Linked DNA regions of Mus musculus: regions 1, 2 and 3 are each linked to region 4. A link is a contact called in public HiChIP or PLAC-seq and promoter capture Hi-C data. All regions are on one chromosome and are shown on one strand. Each heading gives the region's core, a stretch centred on a gene start, on an enhancer-like site or on the middle of the called end of the contact. The rest is flanking DNA. Distances are from core to core; before and after follow the strand shown. Region 1 overlaps Dock9 (dedicator of cytokinesis 9). Region 2 holds the start of Mbnl2 (muscleblind like splicing factor 2). Region 3 overlaps Dock9 (dedicator of cytokinesis 9). Region 4 holds the start of Farp1 (FERM, RhoGEF (Arhgef) and pleckstrin domain protein 1 (chondrocyte-derived)).

Evidence for each region. Promoter capture Hi-C pulls out the DNA fragments that hold promoters and counts their contacts. HiChIP or PLAC-seq counts read pairs in DNA pulled down with a chosen protein or histone mark.
Region 1: a contact with region 4 is called in a promoter capture Hi-C map of liver, with 5 times the contacts expected there. The contact joins the enhancer-like site here to the promoter of Farp1 in region 4. A contact is called at or near these places in 8 of 39 promoter capture datasets (the 3T3-L1 cell line, cranial neural crest, embryonic stem cells and 4 more), 5 of 484 Hi-C or Micro-C datasets (the N1E-115 cell line, Sertoli cells, adipose-derived mesenchymal stem cells and 2 more) and 4 of 115 datasets of contacts at active chromatin or transcription factors (T-cell acute lymphoblastic leukemia, embryonic forebrain, embryonic limb bud and 1 more).
Region 2: a promoter capture Hi-C map of cranial neural crest shows a contact between it and region 4. The contact joins the promoter of Mbnl2 here to the promoter of Farp1 in region 4. A contact is called at or near these places in 2 of 39 promoter capture datasets (cranial neural crest and liver).
Region 3: an H3K4me3 HiChIP or PLAC-seq map of forebrain shows a contact between it and region 4, with 4 times the contacts expected there. The contact joins the enhancer-like site here to the promoter of Farp1 in region 4. A contact is called at or near these places in 7 of 39 promoter capture datasets (the 3T3-L1 cell line, 3T3-L1-derived adipocytes, cranial neural crest and 3 more), 1 of 484 Hi-C or Micro-C datasets (adipose-derived mesenchymal stem cells) and 4 of 115 datasets of contacts at active chromatin or transcription factors (T-cell acute lymphoblastic leukemia, embryonic limb bud, forebrain and 1 more).

What each region holds. Positions count from the first base shown.
Region 1 is chr14:121,586,054-121,593,061 of GRCm38.p6, reverse strand. It overlaps Dock9 (dedicator of cytokinesis 9), which reads left to right. Exons shown (of 54, transcript NM_001081039.1): 38 at 1,114-1,250; 39 at 6,720-6,835. Among named protein-coding and RNA genes, the nearest start is that of Slc15a1, 84 kb to the right of the region's middle. Within about 2 kb of position 2,986, at least 44 of the 459 cell types and tissues checked have an H3K27ac peak or open chromatin away from gene starts, as enhancers often do. A contact at or near this core is called in liver, where this site is marked.
Region 2 is chr14:120,273,229-120,279,619 of GRCm38.p6, reverse strand. It overlaps Mbnl2 (muscleblind like splicing factor 2), which reads right to left and starts at 3,951. Exons shown (of 8, transcript NM_207515.2): 1 at 3,715-3,951. The region is part of intron 2 of Gm52122 (a long non-coding RNA gene); the gene reads left to right.
Region 3 is chr14:121,562,552-121,569,663 of GRCm38.p6, reverse strand. The region is part of intron 46 of Dock9 (dedicator of cytokinesis 9); the gene reads left to right. Among named protein-coding and RNA genes, the nearest start is that of Slc15a1, 61 kb to the right of the region's middle. Within about 2 kb of position 2,578, at least 53 of the 459 cell types and tissues checked have an H3K27ac peak or open chromatin away from gene starts, as enhancers often do. A contact at or near this core is called in embryonic limb bud and forebrain, where this site is marked.
Region 4 is chr14:121,031,670-121,038,587 of GRCm38.p6, reverse strand. Farp1 (FERM, RhoGEF (Arhgef) and pleckstrin domain protein 1 (chondrocyte-derived)) reads right to left here and starts at 3,014. Exons shown (of 27, transcript NM_134082.3): 1 at 2,663-3,014.

The sequences.
Region 1 (7,008 bases), core at 1,737-4,236, 550 kb before region 4:
AGAGTAGGATAAAAAGCCTGAGCTCAAGCTGGTGAATGTGGGAAGCTGACAGTTTCCTCTCTGACAAAATATTTTAGAATACTTTGTAAAGCAGTTCTTTTGTTCCCTCCCCACAGTAGATACAAATTTAACGTTTGGAGGGAAACTTGTCACTTTGTAAGCCCCTGTATACACTTGCATAGAATGTGGGCTGTTTAAGAAGGGCTGGGGGCGGGGGGGGGGGGGGGGGGGGAGAAGGGTCAGAGGCGGTGTTTTCTTTGTCCCTGGCACTGTGGAAACATCCGTCCTGCTTTATAAAAAATTGTCATGGTTTCCGCTGCATGTGACCGAGATGATGAACCATGACATGAACACTGTCAGTGTTTGCCCTGCACGGCGCAGTTGTGTGAACACTGTGCCTTCTCCTTCACTGGAAAGTCACCCCACAGCATGCAGCTGACGGTCGTCCATTGCATGTTCCTGTTGAACACACAGTAACACAGTGAGGGGCTTGGTTGGCTCCGGGACGGGGGACAGGTATCCTGCTCTCCAGTCAGGTTCTGTCTGCTCTGGCAACGGTACACTATAGGGAAGTGAGCTATCTGATTGCTAACCCAGATACTTTTCTGTTTTCTCTACTTGACTGCTTGACAAGTTTAACAAAGTGTGTGACACTGCCTCCTGCTTGGGTAAGACATAGGTGTTCAGCTTATTCATTTAACCCCTGCCATTGCATGTGTGTCTTCTGCTTCTTTTGGTGAACTGGTTTGGTTTTTTTTTTCAATTGGCATAATAGTCTGCTCTTGCCACATGTAATTCAGGGAGGTTTGCAGTGTTTTCTTAGTTGTCAGAATACTGTTATCTCCATACTGGAATGAGGTTCTCTGAAAAGTTGCATCCCTAATGAATGTACTTTCTCAGAACGAGAGAGACTCTGCCTTGGCTCGATCTTGCTGCTTCGAGGCCTAGTGGCTTTGCTGTGCACTGTTGGAGCTGCTGGCTGTCTGTCCCTGGCCACATGGCTGCATGTAGCCTGACTGCCCCATGTACAACGCTCCAGCTTCACTAACTCTCCCGCCTCGCTTGGTGTAACGCGTCTAACGTTGCTTCTTTCCCATTTCACTCATGTTACAGGAACCAGGAGGGGTTGGGACCCATAGGTCATGATCGAAAGTCTCAGACATTGCCTGTTTCCCGTAACAGAACAGGAATGATGCATGCCAGATTGCAGCAGCTGGGCAGCCTGGATAACTCTGTCACTTTTAACCACAGTAAGTCCCACGCCAAACCATCGTAACCGCCAAGCCATCTCAGAAGGGAGAGCCCCTGCCACACTGTACCGCGTCACCAACTTGATTTTTCTTCCAGAGCCAAACAAGTAGGAAGAAGAGTTCCCTCCTTGGAGGAGAGTCCTGTGCAGTGGGGGGGTAGCAGAATGTGGGGCCAAATCAACTACAGCACCCGTCTCAAAGTGCCCAAACTTCAGGCAGGATGCAGCAGATTCCGTGGCCAGACATTGGCTCGTATTTTTGTTCATTTTATTCTACCCTCTGCTGTCCCTCCTGGCACATCCGGGTCAGATTCGGTTGCCTCTCTCGCTCGGTGCATGTAATTGGTTGAGTGCCCACATTCTGACGTTCCGCCCGCAAGAGACCGTTAAGCCCGTGAATCAATTTGTGAGGGTGTGGAAAGCATCCAGTAACGAAGTGACTTTTTCTGTGTTTTCAGTGTGAGAAAGATATCAAGTGTGCTTGGGATTTCTGTAGACAATGGTAAGACTTAATCAGGTTGGGGCCGCTTCCCTTGCAAACAAGACCTTTCCATTCATCTTGCCTAACTGCAGGGCTTGCCTAACTTCACCATAGAGGTCTGCTAGTACGAGGGTCCATCTTTTTAATTCGTTTCTCTCAGTCATCCAGACACCTTCATGTGCTCCTGCTAGACGTTTTGGAGTTCGAATCTTCCTGAGGGTTTCTCAAAGCAGAAAGCCTAAAAGCACCAGCCACGCTGCGCGTGAACAATTAACACAGTCATCCTCGGAGTCTGACTTCCATCCCTGTTGCTTTCTCAAAGCCGTCCTTCTCTCTCCAAGCATGGCGTAGCGAGATCTTAGAAAATCATGTGTTCTCATCCCCAGCACTGTCTTTAATACATGGTTATTAGTTCTTCCCACCATCTCTAACCCGCTGTGGTTGTCATGCCTTTTTCTTCATGCAGACTCAGTATAAAAACAACACCCCCACCACCGTGTGGTTGAAAGGTAACACAAAGTGAGAGTGCAGAAAAGCACAGCAGCATGTCAGGTGTGGCGGCATACGCCTTTAACGCTAGCACTCCGGAGGGAGAGGGATGGATCTCCGTGGGCTAGCTCAAGGCCAGCCAAGGCTACACGGTGAGACTCTGTCTCAAAAAGCCCATAAGATAAAGCAGCAAACGAATACAGCAGCTTCCCTCACTTCACCAACAAAGTTTAACATAGCAGAGACGTCTCACTTAAGCCAGGGTCCTGTCGGCAGCCGCCTCTGGGGCTGAGGCAGAAAGAACCTCTCACACTTAGTGGTAGCCTGCACATCTACCGCATACTTGGGGCTGCAGTACTTGTGTTTTCAACTCTCTGTCTCTTAGCTCGATGAATGAGAGGTTAAGTTAAAGCAGGGTACGCCCAGGGTCTCGTGACCTTTGCTCTCATTCCCTGTTTCCGTGGTAGACCAAGGTTCCCCCCCACCCCCAACCCCACCCCCCGTCCTGTGGCACACATGCCACACTGCTAGATTTCCTTCTTCCTGGACTATATAACAGAGTAGTTTACTACACAGACACTGTGGAGGATTTTCACACAAGCAGATGGGGGCCCTATCTCAGACATAGTCACTGTCGACCCCCTGCTGTAGATGGACGCCGCAGCAGGAGCCAGAGACAGCCAGCTGCAGCTAGAACAGCCCTGTGAGCTGGGCTGCTCTCTCCTCTGCCTTCCTGCAGTCCATGGAGAAGCTGGTACCCTGCCTCCTTCCTTCCTCTGTCAGTTCTCAGTGGCATCCTGTCCTCCTGCGTGGTCAGGAAGCCATGTTCTCTGACTCCTTTCCCCTTGGCCTGTGTCTCTCCAGTCCCTCCTCCTGTGAGGTTGTTCTCCCATAGCTGAATGGCCTGTGTCTTCCAGGACTCAGTCTTTCTCCTGACCTCTGGTTCTGATGAGGTGGCTTTTACCCTTTCCCACCACCCTCTGTTTCAGCACATGGAACCTGGCCAAAAACATGCTAAGAGAATATCTTCCTGTATCTATCATGTGTACAATGTGTATGACTCATATGTATGCATATATACCTGTTCATCTCTACGTAGATATTCAGTGAAAGCTTGGGGCCATGCATGCCCCTCTACAAACAAAACAAAACAGAAACTTACACAGCTGTAAGCACAATGCCTTCTCTTAATCTAGCCAACATAAGTGAGCAGCCTGCCAGGGAGACACAGGGGCTGGGGTGAACTTCTCTCCATGGCCATTTCTTCCCTTTTTGTCAGACCTCAGCTAGGCCAGCAGGGGGCAGCAGAGGCCTGTGACAATCCGTCCTCTGTAGGCCTGGCTGCCTGTGCGTTCCCTAAATCCCTGGAGAATCCACAGTGTATGCTGCCTGTGGGACACAAGCATTTCTGAAAACAGTGCATCTTAATAGGTCATCTGAGATGGTCTGTCCGTTTATTGCACCTGGACTGGCTCAGATGTACGATGAAAGGGGCAGTCCCTGCTTGAAGCCAGTTATGTGTACCGCGCTCTTTGGGTGTCTTCACAGTGTGGGGCTGCATACTTAGGACCATTTCAGAGCCAGCTGGCACTTACTCTGTGGCATTCCTCAAAGAAGGCAAGCCGGTGCCGTGTTATTCACGGGTGACCTTGTACCTCATGGACCATGGCCACCAACAACTCTGAACATGACTCTTTCCGTATGTGAAGTTACAGGATCCAGCAAACTGTACATCATTTTGCCATAGAATATACTTTACTCTATACCCCTTGCTGTGAGGAAAACTTCTTGGCAGTTAAATGGGAACAACTGACTATTGACCACTTCTTATATTTTTTACATAAAGTATATTGGCCCCTCATAAAGCCACATGCCATTTGTTAACATATCTGAGATGGTACATCTCTGAGAGCTTACCTCTGCTTCCACGCATGCTTGTACACACACAAACACTGTTACAAAATTAAAACAAGTCTTACTGTAGGCATGATAGTGGCTTGAAAATTTTACAGATTTGATCTGTGAATGCTGAAGACTCCCAAACCAGCCCTCAGCTTGCTATCTAAAAATGTCACTCTCGACATTTTTTTTTTCTTGACATTTTTCCTGTTGCTCCTACAGGCTGAGCAAGGTGGAGGGAATTCACAGTGCTGCAACACACTATTGCCCCCTAGTGGAAGTAATGGTATTTTTGTGACTTTCAAATAATGTCCTAGTATACCATTATATTGTGCTCATATATGTACCTACCCCCAATACCCACCTCATTACCCTCCCCTTATCCACTGTCTTGCTAGTCCCAAGATGGTGTCATGGCTAGGCATGGTGTGATAGCTTAGAGAAATCTTGTCGTTACCGTATTTCTGTACATGTATACATAATTCTAACACGTAAGTAGCCTGGCACATCGATTCTGTTTTAAAACAACACGTTAAGTTCTGATTCTCTGTTTCCAGGCTTTAGACCAGGAGTAGGTTAGTGCTATGGGAACTGCTCAGTAGAAAGCCATCTTATTTAAAATGGCTACTTGCATGCCCTTAGCCTGTATGTTTTATAGAAAGAAAAGGACAATTCTATAAAGATAAAACAATAAAATCACCATTAAGCCATGTTCTAGTCTTAGCTCAGACCACAGCAGCTCCTTAAAGGTCGCTTTGACCTGTATACATATTTTTGGCTGGCCTGAGCACAGGTGTTGATGTTTTTGGCTTTGGTCTCCTCTTTCCACGGTTTATATCTCTTCAACAGTATTCCTCAATACTTCTTTCTTTCACTCTCCCTTTATCTTACCCCACCCCACCCCACCCAGCACATGAATGCCTTAGCTTGTGCGAAGGCAATACAGATGTCCTTAATGCACCTATATAGCCACCTTTCTTTTCTCTAGAAAACTACTTGTTTAAAAACAAAGAATTGGAATTAACATAATGTTAAACATATTCTATATCTTCATGAGGAGTTAGACAGCTCTGACACAAGGGGGACAGAGAACCACAGGTGTAAAAGCTCAGAACCACCTATTGAAAAGCAGAGTTGGATGAACACACTTGATAGAGCTTGCATGGCAGTCTTAAAGCATCTCTGTGGCTTTAAAAGCTCCTCTGTAGTATTTGTAGAACTATAGCTCATATTTCCTTCAGTCAGAACAAGGTCTTACTATTCTTTTCTTTCCTCTTATTTGCTTGTATCAGTTCTCTGGTACAGTGACCCAAATAGAAATTTGGAGTGTAGGTTCTGGGTTGAAGAGAACAGTTCCCATTAGTAATCTCAAGGAAATTCTATGGGTTTTCTGTACTTTATTTTTTGGATCGCTTTATTTTTTGGATGCCTTCCTCTCTGGAGTATTTAAATTAAAAAAAAAAAAGCGACCAATTAGAAAGTGTTGCTTTCTCAGTCTCTCCTGGGAGAAAGTCATTAGATTGTGTCCTGTTGTGTTGCCATCTTTCTGTATAAGCAACGACACCATGGTAACATCTTTACATCCTCTCTGTGTGTTTCTGCTAATACATTCCATTTCATAATTTAATATCTCAAATTGTTGAACTGCATTTATATCATTACTAAATTGATTTTGCAGCCACTGTTGAAGATTGAAATATTTGTATAAATTGTATATGATGAAGCTAAATTTTCATGACAAGTCCTCTGGTTCTCTTCTCTGCATAGGCATATCTTTCCAATATACTGGCTTTTACGCTTTTTGTTAAAGCAAGTAGAAGACTATTTGCAGTACAGTCAACTCTCGATTATCACTTGTGGCTCTAGACCTACCCACTTAATGCATTATGTTGCTCATTCAGTACGAGGCACATTTTTATGAACCTCACAATATTAATTTATCCTCACTAAGGTCTTTGAAGTGTGGATAACTTTACCCCTGTCCTATAGATGGGGATGCTGACTGGTAAAGAGGTTAGCTAACTTGCCCAAAGCCATACGCAGATAAAGAAGTGCAGCTGGACCGAGTGACCAGCTATCAGCCCCGTATCAGGTGCCTGTCACCTGCTCGGTAGGATGCTCGGAGCATTGTCGGCACTCTGGCCATTGTGACCACTCAGCTGTACGGCTGATGGGCCGCGTCTGTCCTGGTGGGCATGTTGGCACTGCCATCTTACTGCCTTGGAGACTTCATCAAGTCCTGTGGCCTCTCTGTGCCCTTTCCCTATCTGCAGGAAGTGTTTAACAGGTGCACACTTCACGGGGCTGCCGAGTAACTAACTGCAGAGTAATGTGGAGCTCCTGGGCTCAGCTGGCACGGAGCAAGCACGCTGTAAATGGCTGCTGCTGTCACTGAGCCTCTAGAGCTGAAACAGATGCTCCATGAATGACAACATTATTAATGCCACCTCCCTACAGAGCAAAGGGGGAAGAGGACTCTGAAAAGGGACCTTCTGTAAATAATCAAAAGTTGACTGTTACTGCCGCACCCCACGGCCCTGTTGCCTGTACCCCACCCCCACCCCCACCCCCAGACAGTAACACCGTTGCTGGTTCACACAGGCTACGGCCACTCAGAGGCAGATGTCGTTCACCAGTCGCTTCTCGAAGCCAACATCGCTACTGAGGTCTGCCTCACAGCGCTGGACACCCTCTCTCTCTTCACACTGGCTTTTAAGGTGCGTATTAAATGCACGCTGTTCAAGGTCAGATGTTTTTAATCTGACAGATCCACTCAGCTTATTAAACTCAGCCAACACCCAGCCAGGCGTGCTGTGTGGTTTTCCTTCAGCTGATTTTGCTTCTCTAGAGACTGTTAGTCTTAAGGTTCCCTTAATGCAGCATTCCCGTC
Region 2 (6,391 bases), core at 2,702-5,201, 760 kb after region 4:
ACTAAACAGACCTGTTTTGGCTCAGCGTTGCAGTGGAGGCCCAGGCCTGGAGCAAAGCTGACTCCTCACTGAGAAGTTACTCTTGCTGCAAGGGATACTTTGTATACATTTTCAAGAAGGAAAACAAAACAAAACAAAAACTGGAGTAACTAAATGATGGAGACAGACAAAAAAGAAAAAAAAAACAAACAAACAACAAAACACACACACACACACACACACACACACACACACACACACACACACAAAACCAGCAGCAAAACTGATCCACCAAGGCCCGGATAAAACCCACTTCATCCTCCAAGGAGGGAAATACCAAGTCCACAAAGCGGCAAGTATCCCTCTCTCTAGTTGAGTGGTTCTTTCCAGAAAGGAAGCTTGGGCTCCTGGCTCTTTACTATTAGTATTGTTTTCTGCAGTCTCTTTCCTTCGTGCCTCACAGGCCTTCAGGCTGAGCCTCGGCAGCTTTTTCAAGGAGGAAGAAGTGTTCTGTTCTCTGTGGGGTCGTGACCTTGGAGTCCTCGTGCGCTCACCTGATGGACTTCTGACTTGCTGATCTGCTATGACTCAGGCTCCTGACTGGCTTCCTTGTCTCTGACACACCTCACTCCAAACTGCCCACCTGCTTCCTCGTTGCCAGATCGCTTGCCTGACAGGCCAGCAGTAGCTGCTAACCTCCCAAGGGCCTCTCAGGGGTAGCTCTCTGTGGAGGTGCTGAAGGCACCCAAACTGTTTTCTAAAACTCCCTCTCGCCTCAGTCCCATCTCTTCATTAACTAAAATCTTCACCACTGCAAGCCCCCGACTAGCTTCTGCACTGCTACTGTTTCGTTATTTTGGAAAATGTAAATGAGTCAGCTTGCCTTTCTTCCCACATTTTTTTTTCATTGCTGATAAGAGAATGCAAGAAGAAAGGAAGAGATAAATGTGTGTCAGACTGACCCAACTCCTTCTGCAGGAGGAATTTACTAGCGCTCAGGATCCAAGTCGCCCGCTCCCCATTCCTGCTTGAAATCCAGAGTACCTGCTCTTGGATCTCTATGGCGCTCCCAGAGCTTGGGACTGGCTGGGAGCCATGTGATATTGATTTGTTTTCACCATGGCAACAGCAAATTAAAACAACGAGCAGAGTGAAGGCAGGCTGTTCAGCAGTAGAGCCGCATGACCAATATATTTCACAAGCATCTTTTCCTCCCTTCCGCCGGGTTTTAGCTCTCCTTTCCGCCACACTCATAGATTTCTTACAAGACGCGAAGTCAGAACTGAAACTTAGGCCAGCACAACTCTAGGAAGCCCACTGCTGGCAGAGGTTGGCCTGCCCAGCAGCTTCTAGAACATTAGGTGAGACGGATGGAGGAAACGCTAACAACCATGCCTTGACTTCCTTGGAAATTTCATTTGTGGCTTAGGCATCTTTAGAAAATTTATAAGAAACGGAGAGACTGGAGGTTTTGTATTTTGTAGCCTTATATCTAAACAGCCCAAGACATTGCCCACAATGTTTCCACACAGAGGCCCCTTCCCTTTGTACTTTACACAGTGAATTGTCCCAGGAGACAAACAACTTTTGTTACTGTTGTTTGTACAAAACAGGTCCCTAGAATTCTAGGAGAGAAAGTGTAATAAGTATTAGGTCCCTGAAGAGAAACTGAGGTAGGCACTTGCTCAAGGCCACACTAAGTAAGTGGTGCAGGAGGGCCAGCTGGTAGTAGGGACTCCAGGGAACTGCAGTGTGCTCTAGCCCAAATTCTTTCTTTAAAAGGAACCTCAATAAACACTAACCTTTCTCCAGATCCGTACAATCAAGGGTGTGCAAGAGGAGTGCCACCTGTGTCACAGGGTTAACAGCAGGGACTAGTGTATTTTATTTCCTTTGAGCCATCTGCCTTAGGACACGGTGCTGTATCTATGAAAGCAGCTGTCACCCACCAGCCAATCAACCTTGAACTTGGTAGCATAACCTGGGCCTTAGGTAAAGTTTCCAGGGGGGCTGGGAATGGGCCCCCTGGGATAGGACCCCCTGGGACGGGACCCCCTGGGATAGGCCACACAGGAAGGCTTACTGAGCCACGACACAGAGCGAGTTAGACCAGAAAGAAAGTGAAATCCGGCTCCCTGAGGCAGGCCATGGCTTTTCTCTAGCCAAGCCAGAAGCCTGCAGAAAACCTGGGCAGACAGGCAGGTAGGCAAAGTTGCCCTATTTGGCCTGTGAGGGGGGATGGATGGGCTGTGGGTTTAAATGGGAAGACATAACTCAAGTCCTGCCAACTGGGAGTTCGAATGTTCCTGGCCTGGACATAGAGAACTATTCCTTTCCACAAGCTGAATAGAAGAACACACAGCAGAAATAGTTGGGGGATGACGTCAGGAGTTCTGGGCTAGTGTCCTGCACTTCTCCTTGAAAGTAAAAACCGTGGTACGTGGCATTGCCCTTATTTAAATGAGCACTGCTCTCCCTCAGAACGGAGCAAACGAGAGGAAGAAACTTCCTCTTACATAGATGATAAAATGTCTCATTTAATTTTTGTTCCTTGTTGCTGCCTAAATATAAAAATGCCCTAATAGACATTTTCCGACTTAATCTTTGTCTTTTAAAGAGACAGTAAGGCTTTTTTGAAGAACATTAGAACATTCACGGAGGTGGCAGTTAGGCAAGTTTTTTTTCCCCCCTTCGCTTCAGTGCTTGCTAACTATTCTAAAAATGTTACACATTTATTGTAAACACATGCTTCCAAGGCCTAACAAAAAAAACACGGTTTCCTCAGCCTGGCAGAAATTTAAAACGGAAAAGGGCAGAAAGAATTCTTTAACACAGAGAAAGCCTTCCCTTCTCCTGGGCCAAGTGTGTTAAAAATAAATCTGCTTCACCCTTTCCAGCCGCTGCTTCTCGGCAAGAAAGTTGATCTGGCTGGGCATAGTGAGAGCCCAGCTTTAAAAGCTAGCCTGCTCTCATTAAATTATTCTGCTGGCTGTGTGTTCTCATTAAAAATGCATACAGATCAGATAATTGCAGTAAGCATTATTAACCCAGCCTTACTTTTGAATATAATGGTTCCACTTTTAAGCTGGAAACAAAGACAGAGGCTGCCAGGAAAAGCAATGTAAACATTGAACCACAGTGTCTAAGACTAGCCAGGAAGCTTCCTCTTCTGCCCTGGTGCTGCTTAAAATGTGCTTTTGAAACTCAATTAAAGCCATTGCCCTGTAGCACCAGGGTGGCCCCCAATTTCCAAGAAACAGACATATTTTCGTCCCAAACGTTCAGCCGATGATTATTTAAGCAGATTTTTTTTTTAAATTCTTAATTTCAAGTATGTTTTCAAAGAACAGGAAACACGTAAACTTTATTCTGTAGCCCACTCTGGCAGTAAAAAACCTCCATTATCTTAAGATAATCCTGGCCTGGATCTTTCAGATAATTAAAGATAATAATAATAAACAAATCTGTCCTTTAAATAAATAAATAAAAACCTCGGTTTTTTTTTTTTTTTTTTAATGCCTCACCCTAAACGGGCGGCGTAGATTCCAGCTTTGCCGTTTCTTGTTCTCAAATCCAAACGTTACGTAAAACTCCAGGGTTTCCTGCGAGTATTCCGTTCGAATTAGTGGAATCGGTCTCCCTGGCTTCCCTAAGCACACACATGGAATGCAGCATACTGCAGCAAACTCTTTAAACATTAAAAAAAAATTGGGGAGGGGGGGTTGTTTCTCCTACCTTGTTTAGCTCTGCTCGTCTTCCCCATGTACAGTAACCCCAAGAACATCTGGCAGGACCGAGTGGCCGTGGCTTCTCCACCGCATCATGAGGAAGGGGGGTCCATGCAAATAGTTCTCCGTCCCTGTTTATTGTACTCTGCGAGCCGCCGGCCGTGGCTGGAAAATTTTACCTTCAGATGATGAAGCAAAGACAGTCTAAACTCTGTTGCTGTGAGCTGCAGCCCTTCCTTCCCACAGGCCCCGCCCAGGCTCAGCCCACCAATCCCCGGCCAGCTCGTCAGCCCTCCTCGTCTGAAACTGGTCCTCATAGGATGACTGACACAGCAACACAGCGCTGGCAGGCTCTGAAAACAGTGCGTCCATACTGATGGAAAAGGGATCTCCCTCTCCGAGGAAAGCAGTCATAGCTCCGAGACAAAGTGGCACATAATTGGCAGAGCACAGAGAGGGGTAGCTCAGACAAATACGCTTCGAGACACCCAGCCCGTAGCTGGGAGTTGCATCATAAACACTCCGGGAATCACGAAACTCCTAAGATGGCCAAGAAATCCAATTGGATCCCAAACTAAAGTCTTAGGGCGTTTGAGGAAGCATACTGACATAGATGTACACATTCGTTTGTGAGACAATTCAGTGTTTTTCATGCAAAGTGATACCTTACGAAACATTTGCAGGCAATTTCCATGACGGAGGGAGGCTATAGCCAAGTTGGATTGCACACTGAAGACCAGACCATGCTTGAAGCCCCAGCACACAGCTTTTCTAGAGAGCTGTCATTTCAGTGGCTACTTACTGGAACCCATATATTTTCCATCTAAGTTTCCAGAGCACTAGAGACTTCAATTAGGGGATGCCGAAGGACAGAACTGATATCTCTACATTAAGCTTTGAGGCTCTTGGCTGGCACCCACTGGGGGATTAACTGTGTCTTAACCTTCTTAGATGCCATTTGATAAATGCTCATACGTTGCCCATCCTGTCTTTAGTGCCGCAATGACTGCTGGAGGGCGTTTACTGCTGAATACACATGGCACTGACCTAAGGGACATCCTCCATTTTCAATCTACAAAGGTTGACCCACAGATGCCAGAGGTTCCCTAAGATAAAGCAAGAAAAAAAAGAACGGAAAGGGTTATTTTTTTCTTCTTCTCAGTCAACAGCATTTCTGCATGCTTTGAAAACAAAAACAAAAACATATGGCATTTAGAAAACACAATAAGCACACATTTTCCTTCCACAAAACACAACATTTTGCATCTTAAAAATTAAGTATGAAGGTCCCGTGACTAACTACAGGCAAGAACAAAGATCCTATTCATCTGAAAGATTGAGCCTCTCTCTCTCTCTCTCTCTCTCTCTCTCTCTCTCTCTCTCTCTCTCTCTCTCTCTCTCTCTGCAACTGTTTAACGAATGCATCTGGAATGGAGTAACAGGGCAGAATGTAATGGTTTTGGTATTTTTAGATTTTGGAATTGTGTTCTTAAAACACATCATTTCTTGTGACTTGTGGACTAATTTTCTTCAATAGAATATCTTATTTTACTCCTCTTCACTTTAATCTCTAATATTGATTTTCATTTCTAGTCAATATTATCTTTGATAGGCTTTGGTTAAGTCTGTTGTTTTGTTTTGTTTTTCCTGGAAAGTTAAATTAGCTACATTTAAACAAGTGGAAATCTTTTTAAACTGTTAATACACCTATGCACACATACCTGAGTGTTGATCTCAAACTTACCTTCTTCCCCAGCTCCTCCTGCTTTTGACACGAAATCCCCATTTTTTACAATCTTATTACTTAGACTTTAGTCTCTGTCAAGCCCATTTCTCACCCAGAGACATTAAGCCTCTTAGTGTTCTCCTCCCAGCTCGGCCAGAGCCCTGACCTATTCCCTGTATGGTACAAAAGCTAATTGATAGCCTCTGGTCCTCAAGGCACGTCGGTTCTGGTCTTCCCTGTTGCCAGACAGGTTTTTCTGAAGTCATGTAAAGTCATGTTCCTTTTACACTCAAACCTGTCCCTCCATAAAATCCAAATTACAGACTTTCAAGGTCCTGCTAAATGTGGCCCCTGCCTTTATAGTCCACTTTAAGTCTGCCATTTTCCTAAATGAAGCTCCCTGCTCTCTACCCCATGTTCGCTTCCCCTCCTTACACACTGTACAGACCTCAGATCACCTGCCATTTCTTCAGCTATGCCGGCCTCACCCACATCAGCCTCTCTCATGTTCAAAAGGCTTCTGTACTGGTCGTTGTCCCAGACTATTTTAAGCCTCTAACAATGCAGCCTTGTGTAGCTAGCTTGCCTGAGCTGATCTTGCCATTTTAGAAGGCTAGGTCTGTGTCCTACATTAATTAAGAGAATGTGCACAAAGCATCTCTACAAAGGCTGGTGTGACAGAGCTGCACTAGAGGATGTCTGTCATTGGCGTAATTTCTGTGTTGGACAAGAAGTCACACACAAACATGCTGGTTATTTGGTATCACAAGAAACGATGTCACACTTACTGATTTATAAGAGCCAAAAGCCTGACACTTTTCTTCACTTCCCTCTCCAACAGTAACCTGAAATCCATTGTCAAAGTCTGTTGAGTTTACCACCTGAATATTTAGAACATTTTACTTTGTTTCTTCCTGCCAATGTCCTTCTGTTCACTGACATCCTTAACTCTTGAAAT
Region 3 (7,112 bases), core at 1,329-3,828, 530 kb before region 4:
TCAGCACCCTCAGTTATATTAGTACAACATCCCAATGGATGAAACAGGCTAATTTGTTTTTTTAAAGCTTCCTCAATGGCTTATAGATTTCATGGATTGAGTTTTTTTGTTGTTGTTTTGGTTTGGTTTGGTTGGTTGGTTTTGGTTTTTCGAGACAGGGTTTCTCTGTATAGCCCTGGCTGTCCTGGAACTCACTTTTTGTAGACCAGGCTGGCCTCGAACTCAGAAATCCGCCTGCCTCTGCCTCCCGAGTGCTGGGATAAAAGGCGTGTGCCACCACGCCCGGCTATGGATTGAGATTTTTAAGTCTAGTCTAGTACCATAAAATGTGTGCTTGGATACACAGACCTCTCCTCCCCAGCCTGTTCCTGTGCATGTCGACAATTATGAGAAGTAGCTTAGTGTGTGTTTGCTCATGGTGGGAAGCCCATCCGGCATTTTGCTTGGCTGCTGTTCTGCCCATTGTGTGGCTTCCTTCTGGTTTCCAGGGACAGTGATTGCTGATTCAAAGTAAATGGAATTTCTGCTTAGGATTTCATATATATGCTCAAGTGTTTAGTTAGCATGTCTTAGTTTTATGACCCTTGTAATTTTATATTGATATATATGGTCTATTAAACTTAACTATCTGTGATTACTGCCTCTGATTTCTGTCCAAAGCCCTGTTGCTTCATGGAGGAGCTGTAACTGTCTAAGTTTAGGATTAGCATTAGTTTGAATAATTCTCCACCAATGCCTTGATGCCATGAGGAAAAAGGTTTAGTGTGCTGATGTGTTATTATGTGTATGGGTGTTTCACCTGCATGTATGTCCCTGCACCATGTGCATGCCCGTTGGATTCCCTGGGGTCAGAAATTACATACAGTTGTGAGCCGTCTTGAGGTGGTTAGGATTGAACCATGTCCTCTGGAAGAGCAGCCAGTGCTCTTAAGCACTAAGCCGTAGGTTTGCTCTGTTTGCTTTTAGTTTGTTTTTGATAAAACCTACAGTAATCCTGCTTATCGTAGCATATATCACCATTTTTTTTACAGTAAGAAATACATTTGGGCTGATAGGCTATGGATCCTGACCAAGAAAGGGGGGTGAACCAATGTTCCTCAGGGTGTAAATGTGGCTCACACACTCTTCCCTAGTTTGTGACGGCAGTGAATGTGTTTTGGTGACGATATTTCTGTTGATTTTATCAAACCTTGCCATTCCTAGCCACCCTGGGGAGGCTCCAGTTGAATGTGACATCTTTCTGTGCACACGTAACAGATTTTCCTCTAATGAATTTAACTACCTACATCCTATGATACATCATAAACTATTTGAATTCAGGCTCTGTTTTTTTAAACCACCTCATTTTCTAGGTTGTCTAAGACAGAGTAAAATTGTATTTAAATCCCTACCAGACAGTCCAATAGGCATGCGTGTGGGGAATTTTCTTGACTAATGCTCAATGTGGAAGGGCCCAGCCCCTCGTAAGTGGTCCCCCCATCCCCAGGGCAGGTCACCTGGGACTCAGTGGTTAAGAACACTTTCTGCTCCTCTGGAGGACCCAGGTTCAGTCCCCAGTACCCACACTGCCTGTAACTCAGCTCCAGGGCATCTCTTTTAATCTTCTCAATCCGTGCTTGCACATGGAAGACATACAGACGAGCAGATGTAAGTGAATCTTTTTTGTTTTTTCGAGACAGGGTTTCTCTGTGTAGCCCTGGCTGTCTTGGAACTCACTCTGTAGACCAGGCTGGCCTCAAACTCAGAAATCCACCTGCCTCTGCCTCCCGAGTGCTGGGATTAAAGGCGTGAGCCACCACGCCCGGTGTGAATCATTTTTAAAAGATACCTTTTTTAGAAATTATCTTCACTAGATGACTAATTTCTTACATGTGGAAAACTTTGAGTCTGCCACTGTGGTATGTTTAATCCTGCGTCTCCCTTGAGGGAGCTCCTCACGCCCGGATACCGGGTGCGGGTTCTCTAGCCCATCAAACTATGTGCCAGTTCTTCACAAATCATGTGTCTTAGTTAGGGTTTCTGTTGCTGGGAAAAAACACTGTGACCAAAAGCAGCTTGGGAAGAAAAGGGCTTGACTTCCTTCACTGAGAGAAGTCAAGGCAGGGACTCAAGCAGGGCAGAAACCTGGAGGCAAGAACAAGCATGTCTCTAGGGCAAGGAGCAATGGAGGGATGCTGCTTTGTTGGCTTGCTCTGCCTGCTCTTGGGGTATACTCTAGGACCACCTGCCCTGGGGGCCACCTGCCCTGGGGGTACCACTTACAATGGGCTGGGCCATTCCACATTGAACATTAATCAAGAAAATGCCCCACAGCTGTGCCTACAGGGCTGTCTGGTAGAGAGAGGCATTTTTTTCCATTTTTTTCTTCCCGATGGACTCTAAGCTTATGTGTGCCTGTCTTCCCTTCCCCTCATATTTGAGTGGATGCCACTTTTCTGAGTTCCTGATGAACTGTGAGTTCTTTACTGAGTTTGCTTACTGACATCTTGCAAGAACTCGCTACCAGTTCTGTCTCCTACACAGAGCAGGATTTGCTGTTCTGTGACACATCTCTACCAGCTGGTGGTTCTGAGTCTCCAGTGTGTCAGTTCTGCCTGCTAAGAATGCTTGCGTATTCCCTTATGCGCCCCACCCCACCACCACACGGCTGAACAAGACCCGTCTGTATTCCTGAGCTTTTATTGTCTCTATGGCAAACGCCTGAGAGGAAACCATTCACAAGGAGGAGAGATTGACTGACCAGCGCAGAGGCATCAGTGTGTGGTCTAAGGGCTCCATTGTTTCGGGGTCAAAGTGAGGTCAAATCATCACAGCAGAAGGATGTGAGGTGCAGAATGTTCACCCGATGGTGGGTGGGAATGAGAGAGAGAGGGTGTTCGAGGGCCAGGGACCAGACAGTCCCCACAGGGCTTCAAAGATGCATCCTTAGTGTTCCGTGAGGAAAGAACGTGTGGCATTAGTGCTTTGGGTTTTGAATGAGTGCAGGGGGTAGGGAGGGTGTTTCTTGTTTCTTTGTGGCAGGAATAAAAGGATAAATAGCAAGAAGCAGACACCAGATAGATAGAATATATCTGTATATTATACATTTTATATTATATTAACATATTTAACACTTAGAACGTCCCGCAAAAACAATTTGAATAGCCAGTGGGGAGAGAATCAGGCCACTGCGACATCCAGCAGAAGTGGCCAAGGAAGCCCCGCTGGAACCATCCCCCGCCCCCCACTGGAACCATCCCCTGCCCCACGCTGGAACCATGCCCCCTCCTCCATCGCGCTGGGTGCCTGGCTGAGAGGTTTCCAGGCCGAGCAGAGCTTCCTCTCCACAAAGATTCCAGCCTCTCTTTTCCACCCCAGGCATTCTGTTGGGAGCAGGTTAGCTTGTGGCTGTTCTCAAGGATGCAAGATTTTTAATCCCATAGCTGTTTGCTCTTCTCGTTTCTCCCTGACACGGGGTAGGGGTGGGGAGCCTCCCCTAGACACACTTGAGACTAAGACAAGCCCTCCTCACTCCCAAAGTCTGCTTTCAATTAGTTACCAACAACATACCACAGTTTACCAGCATAACTTCTCCCTAGCGACCCACATTCCCCATCCATGCCCCAACTCCTAAAATTCCCCTACCATCCAGACCGAGCCTTCAAGCACAACACCACTGAAAATGCACTCCCCATACTTGGTAGAAATCGGCTGAGCAGTTACCGGTGACAAAGACCTGACTTGAGTAGATTTGGTTTTGTATCCCTGGTGTCGAGCACGCTCCCTTCCACCACAGTAAGAGCTTGATTAAAATGTCTGGGGCAGGGGAGTGGCCGAATGGAAACTTTTTAAAATCACTTCCAACTTTTTTAACTCCTTGAGAAAATTTTCTTGTAATATCATATCAGAATCGTTGTAGATTCTTAACATTGCGGCATGCGTCTGTAATCCCAGCACTTGGGAGGAAGATGCTGGAAGATGATGAATTCAAGACATGCTGGGTCTGTATGGGTTCAGAACTGTGTTCAAGAAGGTGCAGTAGAGAAACTGGGAACATGAGAGAGGGGTGGAGAGGGGCCAGAGGCATCTGGAAGAGTCCAGAGCAGAGAGAGAAAGATGTGGGCTGAACATGACCAGTGGCCAGGGCTGAGAAGTGGGAAAGAACAGCGGAAAGAGGGAGAGACCTGAGATCCTGAGAGAATTCTAGAGAACTTTGAGTAAGACAGTAGGTGGGCATAAGGACAGCCAGAGACTGGACTTCAAGTGTGTAACAGGTACTGGTGATGCTGAGGGAGCCTGGAGGCAGCACTGATGTGCAGCCACACGTAGCTGTCTGTCTGTCTGTCCACCAGGGCTAAGGGAAATGACTCCTGTTAGTAGAGGGGACTCGGCTTCACAGGCCTGGGGATGCTGGCTTTTACCTGACTGTCAGCACTGCACCTATAGCCCAGGTTGAACTCATCTCTGGATATATGAACTGCCTTTTGGAGTTTCCTTTGCACCTGATAAAAACAAACATAATTTACTTCTGATTTTTATTATGCTATAATTGCTAAGGCAACAGAATTAAAGGTACCTAGTGTTCTTTTACGATCCACAATAAATAGGCGCGGTCATCCTCTGTCTCCACGGTGTGACCGTGGCAACTAGAAAAGCCAGCTGTACTTCTTCACTGAAAGTTTAGATTCGTGGTAAACCTGAATGAATGCAGGGCCCAAATGGATACACTGTAGAGTATTTTGAAAATAAAGCCAGTCCCCTTGGGAAACGGTTTCCTTAGACTCCTTCAGTCCCCTCTGCGCTTCCATGGCAACAGCGAGATGCAGTGCTTGGGAAATATGCATGGTGGGCCTGACCTAAGATCTGTGGAAATGCAAGGCTTTGATAAATCTCATCAACACCTCTCACACAAAGGAGTTACCGGCACCTGGTATTGCCAACATCACTGAGGAAAATATAAACCTGCTTCTCAGAGCTGCTTGGTTACTGACTATGTATGTCAGGGACTGTGAAAGAATATGCATCCTGGTAGTAAAAAGATCCTTTTAAGCAAAAATTAATACAAAGTAGAAGGTAGTCATTGAAATGTGAGATGCTTTAACTGGCTTATGAATTAACATACAGAACCTACAGATTCCATGGCATCCTGGGGAGCGGGTCCTATTCCTTCTGATCTGCCCAAACTCATTCTGTTCACAGTGACGACGTCAGTGTGACCATGAAATTATACAAGCCTTATTTTTATGCATTCTCGTCTAGCTTTTTTTTTAATAAGCAGTGGAACATGAAGAAATAATAGGTGCATTTGGTGAGCTAGACTGTCCATTAGAAAAGACTAGAAATAAAAGCAGGACAGAGATCTTTATAACGTAAATGCAACGGAGACAGGATGGCTATGAAAAGTTCCCTGGGTTCTCTGCATCTGTTGCGGTGGTTACTGTGTACATCTGCCTTTAATGAGCACTACAATAAAGCCCAAGACAACTGTCATACCTTTTTATAGGCACTGGTGGTGCAGAGTTCAGTCCCACAAATGACAATTTTTATGATGTGTGCCATAAATACAGCACAGGAGTTAAGTGGGCTTGATTGCACAGTATCATCTGACAGGCTAATTAAAATGATATTTTCTTTGGCTCCATAAACGATGGGCATTGGACCTGTGATGAACATTAGTCTACATTTGGGAAACATTGTATGAAATTCTGGAAGAACTAGTAAAAAATGAGGAAGGAGGAAGGCGCATGGGTGAGGCATGTGGCTCCATTGATACAGTGCTTGTCTGGTATGTGTGAAACCCTGTGTTCACTCTTCCACCCGTATAAAAGCGGATGAGTCCAACCTGGGATACATGAGCTGTTTCAAAACAATAATAATAAAAAAAAAAATAAAAAAGGAACCTCCCCTGTCCCCTCACCACCTGTAGCAGGTAGGAGAGCTGGCCCCTAGGTCATGAGCGCATGAGAGTTGGCCCTGCCCCTTGCTGGCTGCAGCATTTGGGAGATGGGCTCTGCACCTCAACTGGGAAGCACAGTACAACTGACTACAGGTGGCAAAGGTGAGGATGAGCCAGCCCCTGGGGCAGAAGAGCAGGAGAGCTGGCCCTGCCCCTTGCCAGATGCAGCATTGGGTGAGCTAGCTGGGCCATTGTTGGAGAGCTCACCCAGGTGGTGTGGGTGTGGGAGAGCTGGCAGGCTGACCAACTCAGCTACCACCTAGCCCCAGATCCAGGGCTCTGATTTGACCCATCTATGAATGCTGCGGCACTTGAAGGGGCCCAGCTTTGGATCTGATCTGCTGATCCAAAGCTGCAAGATCTCCATAACACAGGGCAACAACAGTGTATAAGAAGAGTCCCGGTGAGGATCTAGTAATTGATAGTGTAGGAGAAGCCAGACCAATGACTCACTGCAACGAACATTTGCAAGTAAAGATGTATGAACAAAAGGGTATACTGTTGGACACACTGTTTATTCTCTTTGAGGGGGAGGTTACAAGGGTGGAGGGCAGATACAAAGGGATGGGGAGATGAGTGGAATTGGGCTGCATGATGTGAGATTCACAAAGAACCAGTTCCAGGTCGAGAGAAGGGACAAATAGGTTTACCTTATTGAGTGCAAGCCTTTAGCAATGCTGTTGTTGGTTGGGGCAGAAGCAGGCTCTTCAGTCCCTTTCCATGGCCCCAGTAGGCTCTAAGCTACCTCTCCCGTGTCCACCTTTTCCATCCGAGCATTCCAAGTTGGGAGCCTAAAACTGACTGCCACAGCACCGTGATGAGCCCGTGGCTGTGGCTAAGGAAAAGATGATTAGTACGATTAAGCCATAGACAGTGTTACCTCCAAACTCCAAGAGCTCCATAGAAAGCTCCACACTCCCATAGGAGGTCATTTCCAAAGGAAGGAGAGAAGGATGTTGAGGAAACAGGCTTAAGTCCCACCATACACCATCCCTGGATAACTTCAAGGCGTTCAGTTGGAGTTGAAGTCGTCCTTAGTACTGTTCGATGTCTCTCAACGCTGTCAGAGTTTGTTCATCAGAAAGGAGAATCTTTCTATAACAGTGTCAACCTCCTATACCTTCTTTAAAAGTTTTATGTATATGAGTGTTTTGTCTGTGTGAACGTATGTGTATCA
Region 4 (6,918 bases), core at 1,765-4,264:
AGGACCAGTATTACAGGCAGGAGCCACCACGCCTGGTTTATTGGGAGGCTAGGGACAGAACACAGGATGAACACTCCGCTAAGTAAGCTTACAGCTCCTTTTCATCAAAAGTACCAAACCACAGGAAGTACCAACACAGCCAGAAGACCTACAGTCTACTGAGGTCCTGCAAGAAAGGACTCCCAGGACTCTGACACAGGGCTGTGGAGGCCTCTCTGCACTGTAGCATCTTCTTTTAGAGAGGAGTTCTCAAAAGTGCTAAACCACTGTCTGCAGCAAGCAAAGTCAGACAAAAAAGATTGGTTTAAGATGGCCAGTGCATCATGCCAGGGAAACACTAAGTCTACAGAGTCACAATCTTCTTGATCCTCTCCGAGTATTACCAGGCTAGTTCTCCAAAGTAAAACCAGCACGCAAAAATTCAGGTTTTCTTTTTCCTATCTAGAGTTCTCCAACATCCACTCATTTTCCCAAGTGAATTTAACGACTAGGCTTTCTTCCCCGCACCCCCTCCTTTCTGTTATTGAGATTGGAATTAAGGCTGGCCTTGAATTTATGAGCCCCCTCCTTCTGCCTCCAGGACACTAGGATTATGTGGCCCCATACCTCCTTGTCCTTTTCAATATTACTTTTAATATTGAAAAGCTTCATCTTTAAATATTGTCTCTTGGATAATGTGATGAAAAACAAGACAAAAAACTGTCCCAAAAGAATATCCTAGTATTGACACCCAATAAGAGAATATCAGTATAGAAAAGTACACTAAAAATAGACATGATATGCACACCTATCTATAATCCTGGCATTCGGGGTAACTGAGACAGGAAGATCTCCAGTGAGACCAATCAGGGATACACTCTAAGATCCTATCACAGAAGGAAGTGGGGTGCAGAGGGGGATGTTTACATCGTATATCTAACTTCAGAAGGATTCCAACTTACAGAACTCCTAAATCTTAACAGCATATCCCAAGTCAGAGGAGCACACTACAGTTCTGCACACACCCCCACCCCCACACACACCATGAGAAGGTAGTTACCTCATCGATGACCAAGTATTTCTAGCTTCCTGTGGGTTTGGCAGACATCTGCTCACTATCTACTCCACCGACTCCCCCAGTAGACCAGTCACTGCCCAATAATGCTTCTATTTATTTTACCCAGAAGCAGAGCTATTAGCCAGACATACTAAAAACACAAACGTTTCGTTGTGCTTGGAGAAGGTCCAATATTAGTGTCTTGCTGCAGACCGATGCTGCAGGAATATAAAGTGGGCTGTGTGGATGCCAGACCCACGGAAGACGTGCATTTTCAGAGACCCACCCACCTGAAAAGCTGAGGCTAAGATGCCAGCAAGAAATGTGGGGCTGAGGGGAAAGACGACAGGGATTTGAAAAGGGCCCCACCTTAGCTTTCAAAACACCAAACCAATTTTTAAAGGCAACTCCTCAACTAAAGCTTTCATAATCCAAAAGGCTTTCCCCCTCTTTCTCCATTCCTTGTTCAGATAGAAAAAGAGAAGTAAGACAACGCTAGGGGAATGTTCTGAAGTGGGCTTGGCCAAGTCCCCACGTGCAAAGCACATTAAACATGGCCCATCGTTGGGTCGAGGTTATGGTCAGAAAACGCTGCCTACTAAGGGAGGGATTGGAAGTCTGGAGGGTAAACCATGGGCAGGGGCCAGGTTTAAGGTTGTCAAACGCGGTAAACTAGCACGGAGGAAGGCTGAAACAAAAATAAATGAAACAGCCGGAGGCCACTGAACTCCGGAGCCGGAGCCGGGGAGGGGAGGAGAAGCTGAGCCTGGTAAACTGTTCCAGATGAGAGGCAGTTATTCGCTCCCACATCTTCACCAGCACGTCTCAAACCTCGTTCCTTTGTGAGCCCTACCTCCCTATTTTCTAGGGGGACTCTAGAAAATCCCTGCCAGCCGTGGTTTCCGGGTCCCAACAAGGAATCTGGTACTCCTCCACGACCCCTAGGTCTAAGACTCACCGGGGTCCGGATGGATCACAAGGCTAAAGTTTTCCGAACTTAAATCGTAAAAAATCACAATCAGAAGTTCTGAACTCCCCGTCCCCCCACACAAAAATAATAATATATATCCTGTGCTTTAAAAAGGGAGGGGGAAACTTCCCCCTCCATAAGGCAGAGAGTAAAGAGAAACAAGATCTAACTTAAGAGGGCGTGTTCCTCTTTGTCACCCACCGGGAGGTTCTCGCCGCCCGTGGGCGAGATGCAGTGACCCGGCGGCACGGCGGCACCCGTGCTGCCGGGAGACGGACCTCCAGAGCCGAGATTGCAGCCTGAGGTCCGGAAGAGGCGTCGGGGGCGCTGTCACCCGGCAGGGTGGGATGGGAGGAAGCGGGGGAGGGGCGCCCAAGGAGAGGAAGCCAAGCTGGGGAGAACCCACGAGCTCAGAGCCCCGCAGCCCAGGTCCGCGGAGGTGAGCTCCACCGGTGCCCGAGGAACCGTGGCTTCTGCTATTGTTGCGGGGCCTGCGGCCGCCGGCTACAAAAAGGACCGTTCCCGTGGACTCCGCAGCCAGCTCGGCCGGCGCCCAGGGCCGCGAGCGCGGGGACTCGCACAAGTTGCCGCCGCGGCCCGGTCCACCCAGGCGGCCGCCCTCCCGCCGCGGTCATTGTTCGCCGCACGCCTCCTACCTCGGTGGCTCCGGGTCCGGGCTGCGGGCTGCGGGCTGCAAGGCTGGCGAGGGCGCGGCGGCGGCGAGCGAGGGGTCCCCGCGGGCGGCGGGCGCGCGAGCTAGGCAGGCGGCGGCCGGCCGAGGTCCGAGCCATCAAAGGTGGCGCGGGGCGGAGGGGAGGGCGGAGCAGGCGGGGTGGGTGGGGAGCGAGCTCCGGGTCGCCGCGGCCGCCTCGACGCCCGGCCCGAGCGCCACTCGCGTGGGGAGGAGCGGCGCAGAGCGGGCGGTGGCCGCGTCCCCGCCCCGCACCTTCTCCGGGCTCCCCGCTCCCCGCAGCCGCTGCGCCCGCGCCGGGACCAGCCGCCTCCGAGGCTGTTGAGCGGGAAATGAGGGCCACCACTGCCCCTCCCAGGGCCTGGGCCGAGCCCTCGGCAGGGGGAGCCTGGGCACAGCCTGGGGACGGCGGAGAGCCACAGCCCCCTCCAGCGTCCGAGCCGTGACCTGCGCCCGCACAGCGGCCCCGCCCCGCTCCGCCCCGCCCCGGAGGCAGGTGCGCAGAAAGGTGGACCGTGGGCAGGGCCACGCCACCCTGGAGCTGTGCCTTACTTGGGCGTGTGGCAAGAGCTGGTGTCTGAGCTGCACCACCAAGCCAAGAGCGGGAAGAAGCGCCACCGCGGAGACGCGAGCGCTAGTCGCTGGTGTCCAGCGGGATGCGGAGGCCCGGAGGGAGATTCGTGGCACTGACTCCGCAGGTCGCCTTTGGAAGCCTGACAGAGAACTACGACATCACGTGGAAAGCGTTTTACAAAGACCCACGAATTCCGCCCCCCACCCCTTCCAGGCCACTAGCGCAGGCTTCCGGCACCACCCTAAGCGGCGCGGTATTCAATGCCAGAGACACAGGTGCCACCTCTGATGCTGCTCGGGCTCAGTGCCCACCACCTGAGCGAATCCCAGGACAGTGCCCAACCCCACCTCTCTCCGACCAGGGACAGCAGAATGCCCTGCTTAGTGTGGCGAGATTTAGAATGACTTGCAGTTATTTGATTCCGTTTTTTTTTCCCCCAGAACTTGGTGATATAGTCGGAAGATTCATGATCAGAAGGCCCACGATACTAGGTGACTTTCAATCACTATCCCCACCCACTAGGTGCCATTTTTCCTTCGTCCTTCTTCCCTGTCTCTGTCTGGGAAAGATCTTGGGCCACTGACCGTATGGAACACAGGAAAGCCTTGTTCTGCCGGATCCAGAGGCTAGTGTGGACCCGCCCCTAGAGCCAATTTGGCTCAGATTCCGGTCATTTTCCACCCTGGAGGAGTTCACTGACCTCAGTCGCAACTACAACGGAGCTACAACTGAACTTAACCAAGTGAAATTGTCTCTGTGGCTAGGGAGGGAGGCTGAAGACATGAAAGCTTGATTATCAGAGAGGGGCACCTGTAAGTCATGGGAGTCAAAAGCAGTCTGCGGAGGGTTGGGGCTGTTTCTTGCATGCTGCAAAATCCCTCTGGCCTCTGGGGAACCAGACAGGCCTTGGGCGATTTGCTAGAGAGAATCATGGGTGGGTTGGAAGCTAGCTCTGTGGCCAAACTGTGTGTGGCTTTACAAGTATGGGTGAGCTATTTTCAGCCAGTAATTTTCTTAAGTGTAGTGGTCAAACTGCCACCAAGAGCAGCAGCACTCGATTTTAAATTCCTCTCCCACTCCTCCCCAGAAAGTCTCCTCATGTAGCCCAGACTGGTCCTCGTGCCTCTACCTCTTAAGCATTAGGATTTCGGTCTGAACCACCAGGCCCAGTAAAGGAAAGCAAATTCAAGCAATTATCACACCTTAAGAACCGCTATAATGGGGAACCGACCACAGGTTCAGAGTCTCTTCACAGGATAAGAAGACAGTGGCCAGACTGATTTCTGAGGTTGGGACATGACATGGATGGGTTTAAAGTTATTACAGGTTATTCCCAGTGTGCAGCCTGGCTTTACTAACAACCTCTGATGCTGTGGAATCGCCTGGGAATCTTGTCCCAGTTCGGATTCTGTATCGGTCTGTTTCAAACATTCCGGGTGATGTATTTTGGTTGGTCCGGGGACTGTGTTGGCAGACATGTGCTGTGTCCCATGACTAAAGCAATATAGTACCAAAAAGGCAAACCATAACATTTCCCCAGTCCACCCTCACCGAAGATCCCCTTTTTCTACATTTAGTGTTTGGTTCAACTGACTTGAGTGTCTAGGATATGACCAGTTTGGTTTTGCTCTCAGAGTTATTTATTGGGTCTTTGTATGTCGGGATGTAGATGCCACCATGCATGTATGTGAAGGTCAGAGGACAACTTGTAGGAGTGGTTTCTCCTTCCACCAAGTGGGTTCCAGGAATCAAATGTGCATCATCAGGATTGGTACCGAGCACCAAAGCACCCTTACCCCACTGAGCCATCCTGTAGGCTCTGGCCATGCTGTTTTATTATCTCAGCATTAATAATAACTAAGAAGGTAACTGGTTTTGGAGGCAATCCGAGGGAGCCAGAAGTCTGAGGAGGAGCTGGTGGGAAGACGATCACTATGGAGATTAGGACGAGAGCCCCTCCATGCTCAGAGCCCCTCCATGGCACAGAATTCACTCAATTAGATTTGTCGCTATCACTTCAGCCCCTATAACCAAGGTGTCTCTTGTCGTAGCAAATCACATCTGCCTCTCGAGTTCAGAATATACTTAGGATGTTCTAAGCCGTGGGTGAAGTTACTTAGTCACCTATTATTAACCCTTTTATTATTTTATCTCTTAAAAAGTGATTCATGCTGATAGTTCTAGTACATCGAAGGATGAGGCAAGAGGGTGCTTTTCTGTGACAGACATTTCCTGGGGAGACACAAAGCACAGGGCCACTCTGCCCAGAAAGGAAACAGGCCAAAGTCACAACGGTACCACAGCGCAACCTGGGGAGCCAATGAGAATGTATTGGGGTAACTAGCAAGAGTGTGGGTGAGCAAAGACATGGCCCCAGAGTAGCTGTGTTACCAAAGAGCCTGCCCCAGCACAGGTAACCACAGTACTTACAGGACATTGCACAGGACTGGTGGGAGAAGCTCCTGACAAGCATGGGGGCTGCTAGTTTCCCCCCAAGGTCAGCTTCTCAGACCTGTGAGGTTTGTTTACTTCCTGAGTTTCAAAAGATGCCCCCTCCCCCTGCCTGGGGGGATGTTTCCACTTGAAGGAAGAGGCTTCCAAGGGGTGGCAAGTTAAACATCAGCCTGAACTTCATAGGGACATCTTGTCTGTCTGTCTCCCTCCCTCCGCCCCCCCCCCCACAATTATTTTCTTTGTGGAGAGCATGCACTGTTCTTGCAAATGACCTGAGGTCAGTGAGCAGCACCCACATCAGTCAACTGCTTTCCATTCCAGTTCTTCTGCATGTACACATAAATAAATCTTTCAAAACAGAAACAGGTGGATATGGTGGCATGTGCCCTGATCTTAACACTACCAAGGCAGAAGCAGCCAGATCTCTGTGAGTTTGAGTATAGCCTGGTCACTATAGTCAGTTTCAAACCAGCATGACCTAAATAATGAGACCCTGGTCTCAGTCTCTGTCTCTCTCTGTCTCTGTCTCTGTCTCTGTCTCTGTCTCTCTCTCTCTCTCTCTCTCTCTCACACACACACACACACACACACACACACTTGCAGATCAATCCTGTGCATACATAATAAAAGAAAGGCAGTGCAGAATGGTACTAAGCGACCATTCCCAGTATCACTTCTCGAGGTAGTTTTTCCATCCATTTTTAGACTTCCTGAAATATCCTGGCCTTATACAAATAGAGGGGGCCTGGAGGTGGTGAACACTTGGCTCAGCAGTTAAGAGCACTTGTTGCTCTTGCAGAAGACCGAGGTTCTGTTTCCCAGCATCCATATGTTGACACACAGCTACCCATAACTCCAGTTCCAGGGGATGCAAAACCTTCTGGGCTCCACCGGCATCACTCATGCATGTGGTGCATACACATACATGCACACAAAACAATCAGACAAAATATCCTTAGAAGTGTATTGCGCAAATCTTTTACTACAAAGAACTCATGCGTTACTTTGAAGATAAACTATTTTTCCGTAGTTACCATCCACTTCCCAGCAAATGTTACCATTCTCTGGTCAGGGGAATCTCTAGCTTTGGAACTGAGGTCTTCCTGGACCTACGGTGTGCTCTGTCAGTACCTGAGGCACCTGCAGCCAGGCCCTGGGCAAGGAAGACTGTCTGCCTGAAGCAGCTGTGGAGG